Linked DNA regions of Mus musculus: region 2 is linked to region 1. Evidence: chromatin contacts called from public Hi-C data. All regions are on one chromosome and are shown on one strand. Each heading gives the region's core, a stretch centred on a gene start, on an enhancer-like site or on the middle of the called end of the contact. The rest is flanking DNA. Distances are from core to core; before and after follow the strand shown. Region 1 has its middle 13 kb from the start of Bloc1s4. Region 2 overlaps Ppp2r2c (protein phosphatase 2, regulatory subunit B, gamma).

Evidence for each region. A called contact is a pair of places that touch in the nucleus more often than the background predicts.
Region 2: a contact with region 1 is called in a Hi-C map of cerebellum, with 2.1 times the contacts expected there. The contact joins two enhancer-like sites. A contact is called at or near these places in 2 of 39 promoter capture datasets (embryonic stem cells and stem cell-derived epiblast-like cells), 14 of 484 Hi-C or Micro-C datasets (the CH12 cell line, cerebellar granule neurons, cerebellum and 4 more), 4 of 115 datasets of contacts at active chromatin or transcription factors (all in embryonic stem cells) and 2 of 9 other capture datasets (adipose tissue and embryonic stem cells).

What each region holds. Positions count from the first base shown.
Region 1 is chr5:36,758,996-36,765,192 of GRCm38.p6, reverse strand. It overlaps the pseudogene Gm40318. Among named protein-coding and RNA genes, the nearest start is that of Bloc1s4, 13 kb to the right of the region's middle. Within about 2 kb of position 2,867, at least 11 of the 459 cell types and tissues checked have an H3K27ac peak or open chromatin away from gene starts, as enhancers often do. A contact at or near this core is called in cerebellum, where this site is marked.
Region 2 is chr5:36,932,776-36,938,972 of GRCm38.p6, reverse strand. The region is part of intron 5 of Ppp2r2c (protein phosphatase 2, regulatory subunit B, gamma); the gene reads right to left. Among named protein-coding and RNA genes, the nearest start is that of Gm52813, 4.4 kb to the left of the region's middle. Within about 2 kb of position 2,967, at least 32 of the 459 cell types and tissues checked have an H3K27ac peak or open chromatin away from gene starts, as enhancers often do. A contact at or near this core is called in cerebellum, where this site is marked.

The DNA.
Region 1 (6,197 bases), core at 1,618-4,117:
AGTACTCAGGTTCACGTTGTCACCCACAGCCCAGAACATCGTGTTTCTGTCCTAAGCAGAAATGCAACAATGACACATTTTTACAATAAACTCCATCTGTTTTGTTTTATTACAAATGTGTTTGTAAATGACGGAAAAAATGCAGAAGCATGGAGAGAGAAAAATGAGCCATCTTGAATACTGACTCTTTTCTTCTTCTCTTTCTCCCAAACAAGCATTGTTGAGGGCGAAATTCTGATTAATATGAAAGTTACTATTGTTTGGGGCCTAATAGAATGGTGTGAATTCTCTAAGTCTGGGCCTTTCTGAAGACAGTCACCACATCGTTGAGTTGTGCACAGGGCATGGGATGTTCTGATGATCATCAAAGTTTGAGAAATTAATCTTCAGGGAGTGTGTGTCTGTGCTGTGGATACGTGTGTATAAGTGTGCACATGTGTATGTACACGGGTGGAGGTCAGAGGTCAACCTCAGCCATACCTCCTCAGGAACTCCCAACTTCAGTTTGTTTTTTTGTTTTGTTTTGTTTTTTTTTGTTTTTTTTTTTTTTTTTTTTTTTTTTTGGTTTTTCGTGACAGGGTTTCTCTGTATAGCCCTGGCTGTCCTGGAACTCACTTTGTAGACCAGGCTGGCCTCGAACTCAGAAATCTGCCTGCCTCTGCCTCCCAAATGCTGGGATTAAGGCTGTGCGCCACCACACCCGGCTTTTTTTTTTTTTCAGTTTTCTTTTTAAATGTTTCTTTACTTCTATTCTTTGACAATGCCACGCATGTATTTTCATTTTGTGCCCATATTTCCCTCCTTGATTCCCTTCTCACCACCACTGATCCCCTCTTCCAACAACTCCTGCTTCCAGGTCTTCTCTGGTTTCATGTGTGACCCCACAAGTAGGATTGTTTGCACGGTCCTCTGCGGGGGTTGGGGGGTTGTTATTTACCGGAAATGGGCAACTTGCCAGTGGCTACACAGCTGAAAGAATGACCTCCCTGCTCCCAACATTCTCGACTACCAGTGGCTCCTTAGGACTGGACCTCGTGCCCTCTCCTGTCCACGAAGAATGCCGACGGCCCCACCTTGTGCAGGTCTTACAAGAAAGCACGGTCCCTGTAAGCTCCTAAGTGTAACGGCCGTGCCAGCTTTTAACAGCACCCTTTGCTCCGGTCCTCTGGCTCTTACTCCCTCTTCTGTGACAGTCCCTGAGCTTTTGAGGAGGCGGTGTGTCCCAATAGGACTGAGCACCTAACAGTCACTTAACCTCAACAAGAAGGCCAGCTGTGTGTCTCTGCGTTGACCTTTGCCACCAGACAGAAGCTTCTGTGACCAAGGCTAAAGGCAGCACGCATTAGCCTGAAGGTTGGCTCCTCTGGACTCCCTGCCTCTTTGTGGTTTGGGGGATAAGGTCATTGACCAGGAACTCACCAATTAGGTTAGACTGGCTGACCAGCAAGGACTCCTCTATTTCTATGTCCCTGGTGTTGGATAACAAACACATATTACCATCTTCAGCTTCTGTATGTGGTTTCTGGGAATCAAACCCAGATCCTATGGTGAGCGCTTTATGGACTGAGCCCAATCCTCAGCCCCGTGCAGGTATTCTGAGAAGTGCGGGAAGTCTAGGTGGATGGGTGTGTCCCTCTACTCTCTGAGTGTTGAATTTGCAGCCTCCCCTGACTTTGCCATTCTAACCTGCTATAATTAACACCCACTTTCACGTGCACAGCCATGGCTTAGTGGGTGGTCTGAACTCACACTTTCTGAAAATGCCATAGGAACACAAAACATTCCAAATCTCAGCTGCACTGCTGGTCCCCTGATGCTGACGCTGAGATCTGTCCTCTGTTCACCTCTCAGGAAGGATGGTGTCAGCCCTAACTGTTACATGGCCAGGCTTTCAGAGCCTGCACCAGGCTTGTCCTCTCCAAAAAGACCTGGGACCTTAGCAGTGGGCTGGAGCAGCAAACAGAGCTTCTGTGTAGGTTCCTTGGGACCGACGGTCTGTTAGTCTTCATCCCTAATGAATGTAAGTGAGACAGCCCCCTTGCCTTATAGTTGTGAAGCCTGCAGGCTTGTGGAAAACAGATACTCCCGTTGAGAGCACAGTAGAGGGGCTAGGAAGATGGCTCAGTAAGTAAAGAACATATGGAGCTGAATTGAGACCCCCAGCATCGACATAAAAACCGGGTCTGGGGGCTTGAGACATGGACCAGCACTTGAGGTTAGGTGAAGTCCTGTCACTCCATTCAAAGCATCTCACAGCCTGTATACACCAGTGTGTCATTGTGTAGACACAAAGTGTGGCTGGCCGCCATGTGGCTCACTGGTGGGTGCCTTTCCCCTCCCCCTCTGACCCTGAGGCTGGAGCTGACTGAGGCCCAAGTCCCACTCTGCATTCCTGTTGCTGACTCTGCCCCCTCCCTCCTCTGGCTGAGATGACACAGAAGGTCTGAACAAACTGCTGAAGGAACTAGACGCTGATGGAGATGCCCAGGTGGATTTCAGGGCGTTCATAGTGTTTGCGGCTGTGCTCACCTCTGCCTGTCACCGTCAGTCAGTTCCCAAGGGAAGATGCCAAATGATTCAGAAAGATGGTGTCTGGGATGCCAGATTCCTGACAGAGTCCCCAGGAGGGCCTGGCAGTAAATCTCTGGATTCTGGAAAGTACTTGTTAGCAGTTACTTCCTTGGGCTGAGTTGGCCAGTGTCCCTCTGGTTAATAAATGCTTATGAAATTCTCATTGGCTCAGAGAATCCAGACATTTCCTTTAAACCTTGAAGTCTTTGCTGAACAAAGAAACACCTCACTGGAAGGACCCAGCAGGCCAGACATGTAGCCATCTGCATCATAGTCACATATTGCTGGACACATGGCCCTGCCACACAACCCAAGCCCCGCAGTTATTAAAATGGTTAGTCGTGGAGTGCTGGCCCGACAGCCACTTGAAATGTTTGTAACTGATGCTGCTTGTAACTGTTTTTTAGAAGGGCCAGGTGCAGCCGGTGACAGACTGAGAGACAGCACATTACAAGGTGTGTGTGTGTGTGTGTGTGTGTGTGTGTGTGTGTGTGAGAGAGAGAGAGAGAGAGAGAGAGAGAGAGAGAGAGAGAGAGAGAGAGAGAGAACAGCCAACAGACCACGGTTTTTATTCAGGTCAGTGTCCTGACACTGTCTTTGGAAAGCAGACAGTGGCCAGGGTGAGGTCACAGAGGAGACGCTGGTGACTTTGGTTTCAGGGTTTTCCCCATCCTCTGAGCAGCCAGCATGAAACCTGTCTAAGCATTCTGAAGAAACCTTGAACTTCAAGAGGGCATAATATGGGGGCTACCCATGCTAGGGGAAAAGATGCAGACATAGCTGTAAAAGGGATAGCCTGTGGGCTGGGTGCACACATCTCAAGGTGGATGGCAGGCGATGTCGACATGACATGCTGGGACCTAAAGGACGCACCAGCGCAGAGCAGAGCAGAGCAGAGCAGAGCAGAGCAGAGCAGAGCAGAGCAGAGCAGAGCAGAGCAGAGCAGAGCAGAGCAGAGATTGTTTTTTTCTTTTCTTGTGCTGCTCAACAAGCCAGCGGCCATGCTGTGGGTGGCAATCTCTCAGCCTGTTAATTTTGGAAGGAGGTGACCCCTCAGAAGCTGCTGCAAGTGTCAGCCCCCCCTTCACTGTGGAGCCTTACTCAGGCCTGAGGTAAGGACACCTCACCTAGCTCCCCCAGACTCTGCCCTCACCCTGGGTATGGGAGTCAGCAATTGATACCGAGAGGCAGGCCACACAAAGGTTGCATGGGTATTTTAGCAGACTGCAGGGCGCTTCAGCTGAATCCAGAAGACTTAGAGAAGACTTCTGGAACTGGGTCACTGAAGGTGGGCTTCTATGTTTTCCAACTAAGCCCTAGAAGGCTGTTGCATGGAAACTGCAGTGTGCCATCTCTGCAAGCATCCTTCTCTGGCTTCTCTGACTGTACCTGGTAACTCCTACCTTCTCCTTGTCAAGACACAGGCCATTCTCTCTTAGTCTCCTCCTCCTCTTCTTCCCCTCCCTCCTCTTCTTCCCCTCCCTCCTCTTCTTCCCCTCCCTCCTCTTCCTCTTGGGACAGGGACATATGTATGCCTGACTGGCCTCAAACTCTGCGTATCTGAGGGCAAGCTTAACCTCTGATCCTCTGGCATCCACCTAGAGTGCTGGGATTACAGGCGTTCTCTATCACACCTACTTTATGTGACACTGGGGACAGGACTCAGGCTTCATGTATGTCAGGACAGCATTCAGGTGAGCCACACCCAAAGTCCCTCCTCCTGGCTGCCTGCAGAAGACAGTTCCCTTTTGTTGCCTGCAGATCAAAATGTAGAACTTTGGCTCCTCCAGCACCATGGCTTGTATGCTGCCATGCTACCTGTCATGATGATAATGGACTGAACCTCTGAAACTGTAAGCCAGCTCCAATTAAATCTTTTCCTTTATAAGACTTGCCTTGGTAATGTTTTCTCTTCACAGCAATGAAACACTAAGACACTATTATGCTGTTATTGTTATTTTGATGACCAAATTGTCACTAAGCTAACAAGTAGAAGGTCACCTAAGCTGTCATCTCTATGCTCTTCCCTGTGCCCAACATTCTTTGACATGTTTTCCTCACCCTGTCTCTAGGACAGGCCTTTTCTCTAAGCAGTCCTGAGTTCCTTTAGTGAAATGTGGTATCTTAAAGCCAAGATCTTAGAAGTAGGTGTGCTCCTGGTCCCTCTCAGTGGACAGAAGCAAGGGACAATTGTAGGTATATACATAGGCTTCTATGCACACGCAGAGCTCTACATCCCTTACGTATATTGAATCCCTAAACCTTACCACTGAGACCTCCTTCCTAAGCAGTGTCACAGGGTTCATTCTACATGATGGACTTTCACTTTGCTCAAGACTCTGGGCCCCTGACAATCCTCCCCTTAAAAGACTCTCTCCTCATCTCCCATGTGGCAATTTCTAAGGCTGCCCTCTTCAGTTACGACCCTGGTCTTTCAGGTTCAAGCAGCAGCATGATGCTGTCCCATGTGTGGACACTGTCTTTGCTCTACTGAGTTTGACATATAGAATACCCCTGAGAACTGGCTCCTCCCTCAGTCTGGGCTCATTTCCCAGGAAGGATTTCTGTCCTGTACCATAAGCTCTCTACCAGGCTTACAATGTTTACACTGGGGATATTTTCCTCACCGTGGTCTGAGGAATCTGACACCGATGGGAATTCCTCTCCGGCCCACTTGGACTGGGCCCTGACCTGGATGCTAAGCCTTGCAACTTCTCATCAGAATACCTTAGACATGACCATGTGTGAGAAAGGGGGTACAGCTGGTCTGTCTTTTCTGTGGATTTTATATTTGAAGGTTGTATTAGTTTTGTTTCCTGTTACTGTGATAAAATAGCATGACAAAGCAATTAGAAGATCGAAGGGTTTATTTGGCTCCCAATTCCAGGTGCAGTCCATCATGACAAGGAAATAAAAGTGACAGAAATGAGAAGCAGCTAGCCATATCAAATCCATGGTCAAGTGTAGCCTCCCCCAGCCTGAAGTGGGCTGGTACAGACCTTGTCACCACTGAGGTGGGGCCACCTGTGGTGCAGCTTTCCGACTTGCCTGGCTTCTTTTGAAGTGTCAACTGCCCTAAGATTCTGCCCTAAGAGGCTGAACCTCTCTCTTCCTGAGACATTCCTGTATAAGCAACAGCCTGGTGACCAAGTGCTGACAGGCTGGCTCCAGGCACCAAAAATGGAGTTTACTCTTAGTAAACTCGCGGGCCTTGATCAGAGAAAAATTTGTCTTGGCCTCATGCTTCTCTTGCAGTCTAAGTCTCTTTCAGCCCCAGCCTGCCTTCGAGAAATACCCGGTTCATGTAGGCCGCAGGCCGGCCTCCCACTACAGTCAAAAGCAGAGACCAGTGAATTAGTGTATGCTTGCATATGCCCAGCTCAGTTTCTCTGTTCTCATATAGTCCAGGATCCCCTGCCTAGGAGATGGAGCTTCCCACCGGTGGCAAATCTATCCGCTTCAATTAATGTAATCAGGACAAACCCTCATAGGCCAACTTGATCTAGACAATCCTGAGACTCTCTTCCCTGGTGATTTAAGATAATGTCAAGTTGAAAATTAAAACCATCCACTACTCAAGTGTACCACTTATTAACGTGTGAGCCCTCAAATCAGCAAATGGGAAC
Region 2 (6,197 bases), core at 1,718-4,217, 170 kb before region 1:
TGTCCAAACCCCTGATTCTCACGGATTGAGGGGGGCTGACTGGGCCCAGTCCGTGGCACCTACAGGCGTAGATGCTGGATGCTTGCCCTCTAGTTCCTGCTATTTTGGAAGTCCACAGGACTTTTAGAAGGGGGCCCCTAGGGGTGGGCCTTTAAAGCTAACACCTGCTCTTTGTTCCAGCCTTACTCCTGTCTCCTGGGCCACCCTAATACAAGCAGGTTCTGGCATACCCTCTCATGGCCATAAACTGTGTTGCCTCACCATGTCTTCCCTGCCTAGGACTCAAAATGTGAGTCAAAATGACTCCTTCCACCCATCAGGGGATGCGGTCACGGGGACTCAGAAGATGGTGAGTAGATACTCCCATTGCATGCTGGGCCACGGGCACTCTTAGTGAATGATTTCACATCTCTGTCCTTCTACGTCTGGACCGTGTGTACGGGTTTATTACCCCAGCATCCTTTCCCCTTCTCCCGACATTATCAAGACTCTCCAGTGAGGGAACGTTCTCTAATCAGAGGCAGCCCCACACTCAGCTCTGACATATGCCTTGGAGACCCCAGGACCTGGAATGCAGGGATGCTGGGCTATGGTTTCCCTGGGCTAGATGGGAACAGAGAGGGTTCTGTGGCCTGGAGTCACACCTCTCTGCCTGCAGAGTAGAACGGAATCCTATATAGGCTATGGGCGTCCAGCCAGGCACATGGTCATAGAGCCTAGGGACCGGTCAGTGCCTGCCCTACAGGCTGTGGGCACACAGCTAAGCACATGGGTACAGGGCTCAGGGACTAGCTAATGCCACTGCCTGGCTGTTGTCAGGTGCCGTTGGGATGGAAGTTGGGATGGAAGTACTGAGAGGGTCTGTGTATGACGTACTTCCCTCATTGCTTCAACAAAATGCCTGGCAAAAGCATCTTCAGAGAGGAAGGGTAGGATTAAGCTTGGTGGAGCATGTACTTAATCCCAGCACTCAGGAGACAGATGCAGGCTCTGCTAGTTTGAAGTCAGCTTGGTCTACACAATGAGTTCCAGGCCGTCCAGGGATACATAGTGAGACCCAATCTCAAAAAGAGAGAGAGGAGGGGAGGGAAAGAGAGAGAAAGATGGAGGGCAGTCCAGCAGGGCAGGAAGTATGAGAGCAAGGAAGACAATGCACACACAGCCAGCAAGGAAATGGAGGGGAGGAAGAGGGAGACGAGGAGGGGAGGGAAAGGGGGAGGAGGGAGGGATGGAGGGAGGGAGGGAGGGAGGGAGGGAGGGAGGGAGGGAGGGAGAGAGAGAGAGAGAGAGAGAGAGAGAGAGATTGATTCTGACTTTCTCCTTGTTATTCATTCCAGGACCATAGAGTGATGTCATCTTAATTAAGTCAATCTAGGTTACCCCTCATAGATTTGCTCAGGGATCAGTTTCCACAGTGATTGTAAATCCAGTCAAGTAGAATCAGGATTAAGCATCACAAGTTGCCCCACTAGATTTCACTGAATCCATCCTAAAACAGGGGCTTGAAGGGCTTACCTGACAAGGGCATGGCCGTGGGAGGGACGCACGGGGCCAACACACTGAACCACCTCTCCTTGCATGCCACGCCAGTGGGGACTTCCAGAAACCCTCAACTATGACCCCTCTGGGTGGCTTTAGAAGATCAGATGGGAAGTTAACTGGGCTATGTGTCCGATCTTAGCATTCTAGACTGTGCTATACCACATAGGAACATCATGTGCTATACCACATAGGAACATCATACACCACCCGTTCTTCCCAGCCTCAGTTTCCCCATATGTAAAACAGAGGCTTGCTGAGATTGGAAAGTAATGGTTCCTTTCAAGGGGTGGCCAGGTGGCCATGAGCTGAGGTGCACCTCTAAGGTTGTGAGCCTCAGAGACTAGAAAATGCGGACAGCAACACAATTTATAATTACGAGAGGATGCTGAGATATCAGTACTGTCATCCCCCAGTGACCGGTGACCTGGAGTCCAACGCAAGTGTCTTTATTGGACACACAGAGAAGAGTGGTGCAGGGGCTGGGGAGTGTGAGAAAGACACACACTGACTGACTTAGTGATGGGGACCAGAAGAGATGAGAGAGGAGAAACTGCCAGCTACAGCTCTGAAAGACAGGTGGAGCTCTACACTCTGGCACACCCCAGTCGGGTGAGACCGATGACAAGGCCAAGCTACTGCAGAGCCAGGCTGTGTTTGGCCCTAGAGTGCCATCTGCGGTCTTCTCTATCAAGGACATGGGAAACGTGAGCCGCATAGACCTCTGCGGCATTGTCACGCTGTAGGGACTTTTATAGCCTGTCAATCATTCCTGTGGCCAAGGGCATTGCCTGATCTCCTGAAGGCCAGCTGGAGTCAAGCTATCACCTTGGACTGATAAGCTGTGGAGAGGACAGGCTGTGTGTGTCCCATGGCTTTCATTCACTGAGTCTCAGCATCAGAAGTGGTGGGGACGGAGGGCCACTTCTTCACAGGGGATTCCCGGCTAACCATTCTCTCCGTCTGGACTGTGAGATGGAGTAGCGGGCACAGACAGCAGAGAACCGGTACCAACCCCTATCACATGGGCATTCGTGGAGACAGCAGCAGACATGCCAATAACGATGCAACAATGAACTGAGCCTCCAGACACAGCAGTAGCCTGGTCATTAGGCAGCACAGAGCCCATCCCTGAAGAAAATGAGGAGGCCGGGGTGAGTAGGGACACACCGAGAACCACATGTGCGCTGTGGAGGAAGGAGCTGGCTTCCAAACATCTCGGCAGGACAGGCCTTCCAGCAGCCTTTGTACCCCAAGGGGCCTGACACTGTGTGGCTATGGCTTGTCACTCACCAAAGTAGATAAGTGCAAAGAGAGGTTTCATGAGAGAGAATGTGGAAGCTCTGAGTTTCACAGGCTGCATCAGGCAAAGCATGAGGCTCATCCACATGCCTTCCCAGGAGCCTGCTCTCCAGACCAGAAGATGTTGTCATGGCAACCAAGTAGCGACTAGAGTGAAGCAAGAGGCAGCTCTGCCAGAACCCAGCAGAACGGCCTCCTGTGTGGAGAGCCCCCAAGGCCTTCCTCACATAGAGATGATCTAAAAAAAGAATGGCTTTTTCTCCGGAAGATGACCTGGCTGCAAACGAGCTGGGGACACTCAAAGCTCAGCATGTGAAATCCTAGACACGGCTCCTGACTGCCACAGCACAATGCCAGAGGTGAGTGGGTGAAGCCTCGGGCACCTGGTTTTCAGAGCTCTGGAAGCTAGAAGTCCAAGAACAGGACAGGAGCCCCCTCCCCAAGGCCTACCACTAGTGTTTCCATGAGGTCACCACTCTGTGCCTGTGTCCTCACCTAGCCTCTGCTGGCACGTTGTGTCAGTGCCCTCATACCTCTGCAGTCAAGGACACCGCCACACCAGACCTTTGTGGCTTAGATTTAATGTAACAGCTCCAGAACACACTGACTGCAGATCAACCTTGTCCTGAGATCCTTGACAGGGCTAAACACAGTAACCGGGGTCGTGGCGCTGTGGTAGCAGAATCTTGAGTCCCTGTGCCAGGCATCTGATTGACTTCTGTGAAGCATTTGTAAGTCTGTCCTCTGGATGCTGGGCTGAGATTTCTGTCCCCACTCACCAACTCCTTTGTGCAGTAGACAACCTATGTGCTGCTCTTGCAAGTCCTGGCAAACGCTTGCCTGCATCCCCACACCTTAGCAAATGCCCCACACTGTTAAATGAAGGAACACATCGAGCCTCGGGGAACAGCAGAACTGAACCAGGACCCAGGGGTGCAGACTTTTGTCCTTGGCTTCAATCCTTCAGTCCCACGTATCCAGTAAGCCCCGGATGACAGTTCTGAACAGGCACATCTTTGCCTCTGCACAGTGGTACCGTGGGGCAGCCATGAGAGGCTTCAGTGTCCTGAGCTGGTGAGGTTGGTGTATCTAAATGGCAACTGTTACTGTACCCAGTGGCCACTCCACTCTCATCACCTGCCACACAGGCCCATCTCCAGCGAATGGAGATGAGCAGCCAAGGTGGCTCATTGAGTAAGTCGGAGACAGATGCTGTTCTAGGTCCTGAGCTAGCCCAACACCACCACTCCAAGCTCCTTGCAGGACTGCTCCAGAGATACAAATGAGAAATGGGCTGTAGACCAACGCTTGCTGTCACACTAGCTTCTGGCATAAGAAACCGCCCAGGGGGAGAAAAAAGGTCAACACCATCCTTAAAAATCCTTCAATTGCTAAAAAATACAGCTGAGGTCCCCTGTGCTACCTAATACCTTGATGTCACAGACAGCTAACCCTAAAGTCGCTGGCACCACGCACCAGTACCTCAAGTGGTAGTGTTGTGAGATATGAGGTGGTTTAAATGTGTTGAGTGGGGTTGAGGGAAAACTTCCATCAAGGAGCAGAGGCCTGGTGCACTGGCCGGGCTGCTTCTGGGCCTGAGAGGAACTTGGTTTTGTTCATCCTGCCTCCCTGAAAGCTGATATCCACAGGAGAAGCAAAAGGAGAATCCAGGCTCCCAGACGCAGACGCAGGCTGACCTCCAGCTCTTAGGGTTAGGGTTTGAGTCACCTTGGTCTCAGACAGTCAGGAAAGTGGCTCTTCTGGATCTACATGCAAGCTTCCACACTCTTAAGTCACTTGCTTGCTTTGTATCTAAGTGTTCCCAGTAACTCTGCCCTGGGCTGTGGCATGCCAGGGACACAGGGGAGGTCTTATCCTGGGTTCCAAAAAGAGTGTGGGCAGAGGGGCAGTTATAGAAAACCCTGTATAGGCAGAGAACAGAGGAGCTGGGGCCCAAGAGGGGTCCTGCCAGCCCAGGAGAGGCATGGCAAGGACACGTGGGGATGGCCCATGGGACTGTGGGCAGAGGCTTGTGGGCCAAGGGTAAGAGGGCAGTCAGCAGAGAAGGGAGCACACCCCACTGGGTCCACGAAGGACAGGCAAGTCTCAGAGCTGGGGGAGGGGACGAGGAAAGCGTTACCAAGGATCATAGGCCACCACTGAGGAGCACAGAGCAGGGTCTCAGAAGCCGAAGGGCCACTGAGAACTTTAGGCAGAGGCTAACAAGAGCAAGATAGGAAGGGGCTGTGAGACCCTGGTCCAGATCCAGCCCAGGTCCCAGCACTCAGCATGAGCGAGCACACACACACACACACACACACACACACACACACACACACACACACACACACACCTTTCTTCTGGTCCAGATCCAGCCCAGGTCCCAGCACTCAGCATGAGCGAGCACACACACACACACACACACACACACACACACACACCCCTTTCTTCTGGCCACACACACACACACACACACACCCCTTTCTTCTGGCCCCACCCAGGCCAGAAGTGAGACTTCTCCAATTACCCAGCTGCCATCAGATCCTGGGAACACCTGCGGCCCAGAGTCCAAGGGAGGCTCGCCTCCAGGGAACGAGCCCAGAGCTCTGTTCCAGGTGTCTGAATCTCAGAACTGTGGCCTGAGGCACCAGCAGGCCATAGGGAGGCAACACGGCTCCCTGATTAACCCGTCGATCAGACAGGAAGCTGCTTCAAGTCCTGGTTCTCCCTAAGCCACTTCCCGGTTTTCAGCATGTGACACACACCCCTTCCTCCAGTGGACAAGCTAGGTATCTCTTGTTACCAGCATATAAGTCACTTTGACACAACTGGAGCTACACATTACTTGGGCAAAGTTCAAGAATAGTCGAGTTAGTCCCCCTAGTCCCCACAGGCCACTGGTCCACTGATACGCATTCTTTTCATCTCTCTCTCTCTCTCTCTCTCTCTCTCTCTCTCTCTCTTCCCTCTCCCTCTCCCTCTCTCTCCCTCTCCCTCTCTCTCCCTCTCCAGCACAGATTCCCAGAGATCAACAATCCCACTCACTGTCACACATACCCTCTGCTCCAGGCCCACAGATTCACCCAGCACAGGCCTGCCTTGGCTTGCCCACCTGCTGCCTATGGCCTACAGCAGAGGTGGATGAAAAACGTGCTCAGCACACACTGGCCTGTCCCTAAGACCCCAGCACTGGTCACTAAGCACTCCCACACGTCTGGCCTTTGCATGCCTAGTGCCAGCGTCAAGCATGTCATCTGGTCTGGCACACAGTGGGTGCTTGATAAACACCTGCTGGTGAATGCCATGGGTGAGCGTAATTCTCATATTCCAGATGGGAGGAGGAGCCAGTGACACAG